2 separate regions of the Triticum aestivum genome follow, and region 2 is linked to region 1. Evidence: chromatin contacts called from public Hi-C data. All regions are on one chromosome and are shown on one strand. Each heading gives the region's core, a stretch centred on a gene start, on an enhancer-like site or on the middle of the called end of the contact. The rest is flanking DNA. Distances are from core to core; before and after follow the strand shown.

Region 1 (4,176 bases), core at 1,235-3,734:
TATATCTGGATTGTCGGTGACCCGTGATGCCTTGATACAGTTTCCAAGAACCTTCCGCACAATCCTTTCAACAAAGTTCTTGATAGGTAGAGTCTCCATGGTTTCAATAAGGTGCACGTGGCAGGATTCATCACTAGTACTGTTCACATGTTTCCAGAGTCATGGAATGAAAGTAATATACAAAAATAATCACAGTTATCACATGAGCAAATTACCTGCAGTCAACCAGTGATTCAACATAAAGCCTAACAAAATTCTCAATGTTGAACTCACTTGATAATACAGAAAGGACGCCAGAAAAATCCCTGTAAACAAATTGCCATCAAATAACCAATGCCTAATGCTAAGAAGAAACCGAATATATAGGCCATCTGGTAAACCGAAGCCACAAGCAAGCCTTACCTGATGTCTTTTAGAATCATCAATGGCTTCTTACGGAATTCTTGGACAGACTGTGACTGCAACATTAACAGAAAACCTTTATATCATTGATGCATCGAGTTTAATACTTAATATACAGAAGCACATTTTATGGGGGACTTGTGACAAGAAAGTTGTCATGGACCAACCTGAACTAGACTTATAATAGCCATTACTGTAACACGAAGCCACGGTAAATCAACCGACTCCAATGCATCATGCTGTGCAGCCCTTGCAACAAAGATAATTAAGTCTTGAACAAGTTTTGGTGCCAGTGTTGCTCGTGTTGCCAGTACTCCAACAATCATCAGAGCGCCAGCCTGGTTATAAAAGAACCCATCACAATGATATAGCTTAAAGAGCATAAGGTGGATTTCAGAAAATATAAAAAATTAGTATGCAGACTTCATTTTTATTTAGCATTGTAATCGTAATGAATAGCTAAACAAACATTGAGATGTCAATTTTGCATAAATGGATAACATAAGTTACACATCTTTCAAGCCAACCTTATAATCTCGATCTGCCCCAATATCAGGATTAAGGGAGTCGAACACATATCCCACCACCCTCTGCACTATATTTGAATCAAGCTTGGGGATAGCTCCCAAGCACTCCACAATTACTGCAGTGCAAAAGCACACCACTGTCCTTGAATGAAGGAAACCCTTTTTTGGTGCCGCCTGGTAATGGATAAAAACATCAAGCACAAACCTTCAAAAGCAATGGATAATCCTACTACAACAAAAAATAAGGCAGCCCAACTTACATAGTTGGAAAAGGTCTCCAGCAAAGAAGTATCACGGATGCACTGCTGTACTAGAACACTCCTGGGCGGGGGTGCACCCGAGGATTTCACACCATCAAGAAAGGTCCACTTACTATTCCTGAACGCACAAAATCAACCAAGCACTGAGTGAATTGAAAAGATGAAGGGAACAAACCAAGCATAAACCAGGACCTCTGACACTCACCCTAAGTTGACCAACTGCACAATCCGAACAAACGCATGTGTATCATGGTACGGCAATGCACACAGCAGCAACTCATCCACGTTGTAGACATGCACCCTGCATGAACATTTCCGTCAGATACAGAAGAACGGGCTAGAGCTCGCGGGGAGGGATGAATTGTAGCTAAAGGTTGGTACATACAGGTATCGGCGGATAAGGTACTCGAGCGTCTTGAGGGCAGCTGGAAGCTGCAGATAGCCAGCTAGAAGGCGGAGGTAGGAGGAGATGGACTTGTTTAGCTTGTCATTTTCCTTTTGAGTTTGCTGCTCACGGTTGACCTCAAGGCTAGTCTGGCTGAATAGCGTGCTACTGTACCTCGCAAACCTCTCGTCCACACCAGTAAGATGCTCCAAACCTACATATCACAATTCGAGTCAATTACTGCAAGGGAACATAAACGTGTGTGCAAGTCCTCCATATGCGAAACTAGCGTAGCTTGATGTGAAAGTTAGAAGAATTCTGAAAATTTTCAGGAGTAGCTCTGATGTACATAGTGCAGTGCAGTGTACTCTATCAGCTGACGAATCACGGATAAATTCCTAGGGGCTAGGGTGACCATGGGGCAATTATTTGGAATAACCAAGGAGCCTAACGACCATATCGAAAAATGGTTGGTAATACGCGCTTGAACTAGCGAACAAATATACCAAGGTAGTGTTGTTCAAGTGAACAGGGAGCTACGGAAACATGATGTCAAAGGAACAGTATGCTTAGATCGATAGAGGTGTTCGTCGGGTGAGGGGTGGGCACCAGAGAGGGCGATGGGGAGGATGGCGCGGAGGTCGATGTCGGCGGCCTCCTTGGCGTCGAAGAGCACGGACGGCCGGGTGATGGGCCGGCGAGTCGACTCCGGCGTGGAGCCGAGGGCCGACTTGATGGCCTGCAGCTGCGACGCGATCGAAGCCATCGCCTGCGGTATGGGGGTGGCGTCGCGGTCGCCGCCGCCGCCGCCGCCGCTAAACCCTAATAAAACCCTGCGCGGCGGGAGGGGAGAGGAGAGGAGAGGCGGCGCCGAGCAGGTTGGGGAGGGAGGGATGTACGCAGCACTCAGCAACGAAGCGGTCGGTTTTGTGGTGGTGCGCAAAGCGAGAAGGTCATGGGCCGGGTCACGCCGTCACGGAGGAAGCCCATCTCAATGCCGTCCGCGAGGCCCGGTTAGCTTTATTTTTATTTTTTTGAGCAAAGGCAGCTGTTCCCGGCATTTTCTCAAAAAAAAAAACTGTTCCCACTTGGCCACTTCCCAGCATTTGCTCAAAAAAAAAACTGTTCCCAGCAGCGGGCAAAAAAATCTAATTAAATCGGTATGGCAAGCTGTTCCGGTTTTCTCAATGTCATGCTTTAAGTTGCCAAGGGTTCTGTGTGAAAAAAATGGATAAGCTTATTTGTCAGTTCTTCTGGGGAAACAGAGAGGGGTAGAGAAAACCACATTGGGTTTCTTGGAGATCTATGACTCAACCGAAGAAATGTGGCGGCTTGGGGTTTAGGGACCTCGAGCTCTTGAACTTAGCTTTGTTGGCTCAGCAATCATGGCGCCTTCTCACCGTGCTTGAATCTCTTTGTGCCCGGTTGCTCAAGGCCGTCTGCTGTCCAAGTGTTGACATTCTCAATGCCGACCTAGGGTCTCACCCATTTCAAGTGTGGAGGTCTATCTTGGAGGGTAGAGATGCACTCTTACATGGCTTCATTGGGCGCATCGGTGACGGCACAACCACGAGGGTATGAACGAAAAACTGGATCCTGAGAGACGCATCGATGAGACTAGTTGCTTGTCTGGCTAGCGATCCTCCTATATTTATCAGTGACCTGATTGACAACACTTCGGCTGTGTGGAGAGATAATAAGTTGCAACATATTTTCTCCCCTACAATGCTCAGGCGATAAAGAACACTCCCCTTTGCACAACTCCATTGACTGATTTCTGGGCATGGCAATTTGAAAAGAAAGCATAGTTTTCTGGTAGATCGACATACTGCATGTTGGTCAGTATAAGAAAATGTAGGGGTGATTTGTTGGGTCAGAGAGGAGCTACTTCTAGTGGCGTGGCATAAGAGAATAGTTGGAAATCTTTATGGAACACCCAGGCTCTCTGTAACTTCAGAGCCTTATTTTGGAGGATGGCAAAACACTCACTTCCGTCAAAGGATGTGTGTCACCATAGGAAGATGTGCGACACGGATATTTGCCAAATTTGTGGTGGTGCTGATTCTTGGAGGCATTCTTTGATAGACTGCACTGTTGTGTGATGTGTTTATGTGTTGGGCGACAAAGAATTGATTGGGCACATTTGTTGAGTCACATGAACCCAATGTGAAGCTTTGGCTCTTTAACATGATGGAATCGTTATGGCATGCGGACTTCGTGAAGATGACCGTGACCCTTTGGGCAGTGTGGACATCACGAAGAAAAGCAATGCATGAGGCCAGTTACCAAAGTCCGACGTCGACTCGCCTCTTCATAGAAAGATTCATCAGTGAGTTGGATAGCCCAAAAAGGATCACCAGTACCGCCATGCCGGGGAGACGCGCTCATGCAACACATCAAATGCTTGGAAGCCTCTTCCGAACGACCACACAAAGATTTATGTAGATGGTGGACTATTTCACGATGGTTGTGTGGGTGCAGCTGCGGCAGTGTGCAGAGATGAACAAGATAATTACCTCATATCTTCTGCGGTCATTCTACCAAGAGTGAATAATCCAACAAGCCTTGAAGCCATAGCATGTCCTGAGGCCTTGACACTAGC
Region 2 (4,493 bases), core at 1,699-4,198, 160 kb after region 1:
TAGATCACTAAAATAATGATCTAAACGCTCTTATATTAGTTTACGGAGGGAGTATATTACAATATACTGGTTTAAGATTACATGGTACTCATTTGTCACAGCATATTCTGTGGCCGTACAAGCACTGCGCTAGACCAGGGTTTCAAGCTTGTGCTAATACGACCACGGCATGCTGCCAATTCAGATATTCATCACAACATCAGACCATTGCAGCGAAGGATGGCAGCATTTGCCTGCGCCTGGCAGCATACGAGAGAACACAGGATACTGATGCCTGAACAACTATGCAACAACTGAGCAGAAGACAAAGAGTTGCAAAATCACTTCTTTACCAGACAATTCCTATATGCATACACAGCAAAACTCGTTGGAAAAGAATCAATACAATCAACATTCAACTATACTTGGATATCATACAAGCTGGCGAAGTACGACCGTTAAACTGCAGCAGGGAACCCAAATGGTAGGATAATTCAAACGAGGTCTTTCGATAGCTTTGGTGACACGACTATAGATTGAAGGTCAGTGCCTGCGGCTGGTAGCAGGTGCTGATCCAGGTCATCCATATCACTGTCCCCATTAAGGGATGAACCTGATGAATCCACATCATCATCTAGCAGATAATCAAAAACAGCTAAATGTTAGTACATAGCTTTTTTGGTAAGAAAGAGAGGAAGAATGAGAGTAATTAGTCAATACGGAAGTTTGAAAGGAAAATCTAGCTATTAGAACAAGTGACACACCATTTATAAACTCTCTTCCATTCTGGACAAGTATCAGCATTCAGTGAAATGTGAAGTGGCTTAAAAGACTAGTACCAAATCAGTGGAAATCAAGAATTTCTCATGTTGCTCCCTCTACTTCATCTAAGTTTCCCTAACAAGAGAAACAGCACGACTCTTTCTCTTTTCACAATGAATATGTAAATATGATCAGCATACTATGAAGAATAAAGCTCACCAAACGGACAGGGGAGTGTTTTTTGAAGGAAAATGGGAGGGCGGAAGACAACGTACAACACAAAGCCAAACAGATTTATTGCGGAGATGGCATTGCACAAGACCGGAATGTCCTCTTATTATTTCTTAGTAAGAGATTTCTGAGGCACGCATCATTCAAAACATACAACAAACAGTATAACACGCAAATGGCTGTTTACATTTTGAAGCATACAGGTCATTTAGAATGTGAACTACAACTACACAACAAGCTGTAGCTAACAACTGCATGCAATTTACTCAACATTATGATAGACAGCTATCTTCCCAAATTATAAGCAAAATGCAGGCACTAGAAGCAGACTCACCAGAGAATGCAGGATGGGTTGCTCCGTGAGTAACAGTAGAGACTTGAATGCTTTTTGGTAGGAGGCGATTGAAAAAGTAGCCTAAGAATTTTACAAAATACAATCAGTCATGTATCGTTCCGAGCAAGTCAGAAAGAGAAGACATAAAATTAGTAATACTGACCCACTCTTGCTAGCCGATTTACCCATCCAGGGGCTGGTTTTTTGGTTATGTTCTTACAGACATCATCTGTAAAATGGTTGCAGTTCTTTGAAATCAAATGATATGTATTCCCATTGTACTTTCCTGCAAGAGTTTGAATGAACGAGCGGAACTCTGCCCTAGACATCTCAGTTGTACCCATCCATACCGACCTTCTATAGACATAGCCAGGGCAACATTTTGGTTCAACCTCAAAAACCCCACTGGTTGAGAGATCATGGGCTCCAAAAGCATATTCCAAACCATGAACTGTAGATTTCAATTACAACAAAACAATGAGTTAAAGATCACACCTCTAGCACAGAAGAATCCACAAAATGCATGTCTGAAAAAAAGAAGAAGCTGCTACACATAAAAGCATCAGCCAATAACCCAACGTACAGTAAATATTTTGACATAACTAGCAACCTCAGTCCATAAAACGTAGACTGCTACCAATGAACATATCATTTATGACTGAGACTCTACCATTTTTATCAGCTGCAAACATTCAGTTATGATGCTAGCTCAATGTCAAAGCTAAAAAAACGCTAGGCGTTAATTGTGTGTTTTGCCACCGCCTTGCGTTTTTCTGAAACACACACTTAAGCGCAATTATGTGCACATTAAGCGCTAGGTGTTCTGTTATCGCCTAGAGCCTAGGCGCGCGTTTTTTTAACTATGCTCAATATCCAACTGTTCTTGGTACAAGAACATGACTGCAACACCAAACAAACTCTGTCGAAGGATTTGCCACCTACCCTGTCAATCAATAGATATAGATACACCCATACATCGTTATAATTCACCACCGTTCTCCAATTTTTAGTTTTCTCCTGCATCCTATAACTTCCTCATACAACTGAAAACTACTTTGCATTACTGGTCATCAGAAATTCAGACGACGATCAGTCCATCACCCCTCAAATCTGTAACCACCCACAACTTCTTCCTTTGTACCCTGTTATCCTGCCTCTTTCCAAGCAGTAACCTCCACGACCTACGGCAGCAAATATCACAGTATAACCCTTTACAAGCTCAACAAAGCAACTACCAATCTACGTACAGTACAGCGTCCCTGTAGGTAGTTAGAACCAAATCAAGCTCCAGCGAGTAGGAAGAGAGTCAAAACCTTCGATCCCGGAGTGGAAGATGCCGAGGCCGAACCAGTAGAGGTAGTCGTTTATGGGCGTCAGGTCGTACACGTTGAGGACCACCGCCGCGCCGGCGCCGGCGCCGCCGCCGCCGCCGTTCTGTGCCGCCATGCGAACCCCGCGGGCGCAGCAGATCCCTTCAGCGGCGCCGCATTAGCGTCCACCCGCCGGATCAGTGCCTGGGGAAACCCATGCGGAGCCGAATTTGGTCCGTATCGATTCGATTTTGCTTGGTTTTGGGCTCGGAGAGGGGAGGGGAAAGCGTAGTTAGCGTCGAGGATTATCTAGGAGAGTACTACCACGCCTCCTGTCTCTCTCGATGGTCTTAACCATTAAATTAAAATGGTTCCGTTACGCGCTGCAAACGCTGATGTGCGGTCGTAATGTGGGGCAATTGGAGTGTGGGTCCGCACTGTCATGGATACAGTTGGGTTGTTCTGTGGGTAGGGGAAGCTGCAGTCTTGCTCGGTGATGGAGAGAGCTGTCTGATTGTAGTGGGGAGTCACGACTCATGATGGCCCGCAAAGGCGCGCCCACGGGACGGGCGGGCTACGTCGGGCTCGTGGGTCCCAGCGGGAAGAGGAAGGATGGCTTTGACTCTTCTGGGAAGAGAAGGCTGGCCGCTCCTCGTCCGACACCGTTACCAGCAAGCCAGCGAAGCTGGTTCCACCTCGGACTTGGAGTCTCCGGCGTTCTCCCATGGTGCATCCAACTATGATGCACTTTCTAAGGCTAGTGGGAGCATCTCTAGCAGACTCCCATAAACGTAAAAACTGTATATAAGACCTGCTAAAACAAATTTATGATACCGCGAGGCATCCGACACAATAGACTCCGTAAACTTGTATCTTAAAAGTTTTTTTTCCTCCTCATGCTTCTTCCCCGAGACGCACACATGCACGAACTCGAACTTCGGCCGGCCAGAACGGCGCTGCTCCGGCCCGCTGCCTGCTCTGCCGATGCTTTGGCCGCCCGCCTTCTCCGGCGATGCTCCGGCCGGCCGCCGGTGAGCTCCTCCGCCTGCTCGCGCGCAACGTCGCAGGCCCCCTGCTCCGGCATTGACCGATTTTACAGGATCCTCAAAAACGGTTCGGATCCTCCATATATGATGGGTGAGAGCTCTAATATACGTTACGGGATATGCTATTTTACAGGATCTATTCAGTCCAACATTCTAACCGTACCGTAAATCTATAGGTTTGACTGCTTTTACGGGATCTTCTAGAGATGCTTTGAATGTCCTAATCCTTACAAGAGAGTCTATGTAATTGAATAGCTTTTCAACAGGATCTCTTAAGACGTATTCTTAGGGCTAAGCTTTATGCTGAATTTTTTAGCAAACGTCTCTGTCAGATTTGCTAACATATTCTCCTTCTTTCGAATCTTGATTACCACGTTGTTGACATAGACCTGTATGTTTCTTTTGATTTCTTTGTGGAAGCACTTATAAGTGCACAGTTGGTAAGTGGCGTCCGTGTTTTTGAAGCCGAAGGGCATAGAGGGGCGCCGAAAGGGGTGACGACGTCTTGAAATACCGCCACCATGACCAACACATCGACATGCTGGATGCTTTCTTGATCCCACCGACATGCGCGTTGAATGTTGCCCTTCACCGTGATGACTTCGCTAAGGTCTATCATCTTGAGCTCATGGTAGATCGTACCGGGACATTGCCATGAACTTGGCATAGCAAGGGCATCCTAGGAAGGAATGGAAGGAACCCAACAAATTGATGACCATGAAACACAGGGTCTCAGTCTTACAGGATCGGGAATGCTGGAAGTGATAGCTAGGTCGATCTGTCCCAGTGACATGGCATGTTTCCCAAGTATGATCCCATAGAAGGGCTCCG

What was found. A called contact is a pair of places that touch in the nucleus more often than the background predicts.
Region 2: a contact with region 1 is called in a Hi-C map of leaf, with 4 times the contacts expected there. The contact joins the promoter of LOC123054257 here to the promoter of LOC123054255 in region 1. A contact is called at or near these places in 3 of 5 Hi-C or Micro-C datasets (leaf and root).

Annotation. Positions count from the first base shown.
Region 1 is chr2D:530,048,291-530,052,466 of IWGSC CS RefSeq v2.1, forward strand. It overlaps LOC123054255, which reads right to left and starts at 2,485. Exons shown (of 38, transcript XM_044477985.1): 1 at 2,184-2,485; 2 at 1,575-1,788; 3 at 1,395-1,490; 4 at 1,190-1,307; 5 at 930-1,103; 6 at 570-740; 7 at 403-458; 8 at 216-305; 9 at 1-139. The coding sequence starts at 2,340.
Region 2 is chr2D:530,211,541-530,216,033 of IWGSC CS RefSeq v2.1, forward strand. It overlaps LOC123054257 (deSI-like protein At4g17486), which reads right to left and starts at 2,949. Exons shown (of 4, transcript XM_044477987.1): 1 at 2,620-2,949; 2 at 1,470-1,757; 3 at 1,307-1,387; 4 at 313-613. The coding sequence starts at 2,752. The coding sequence ends at 474.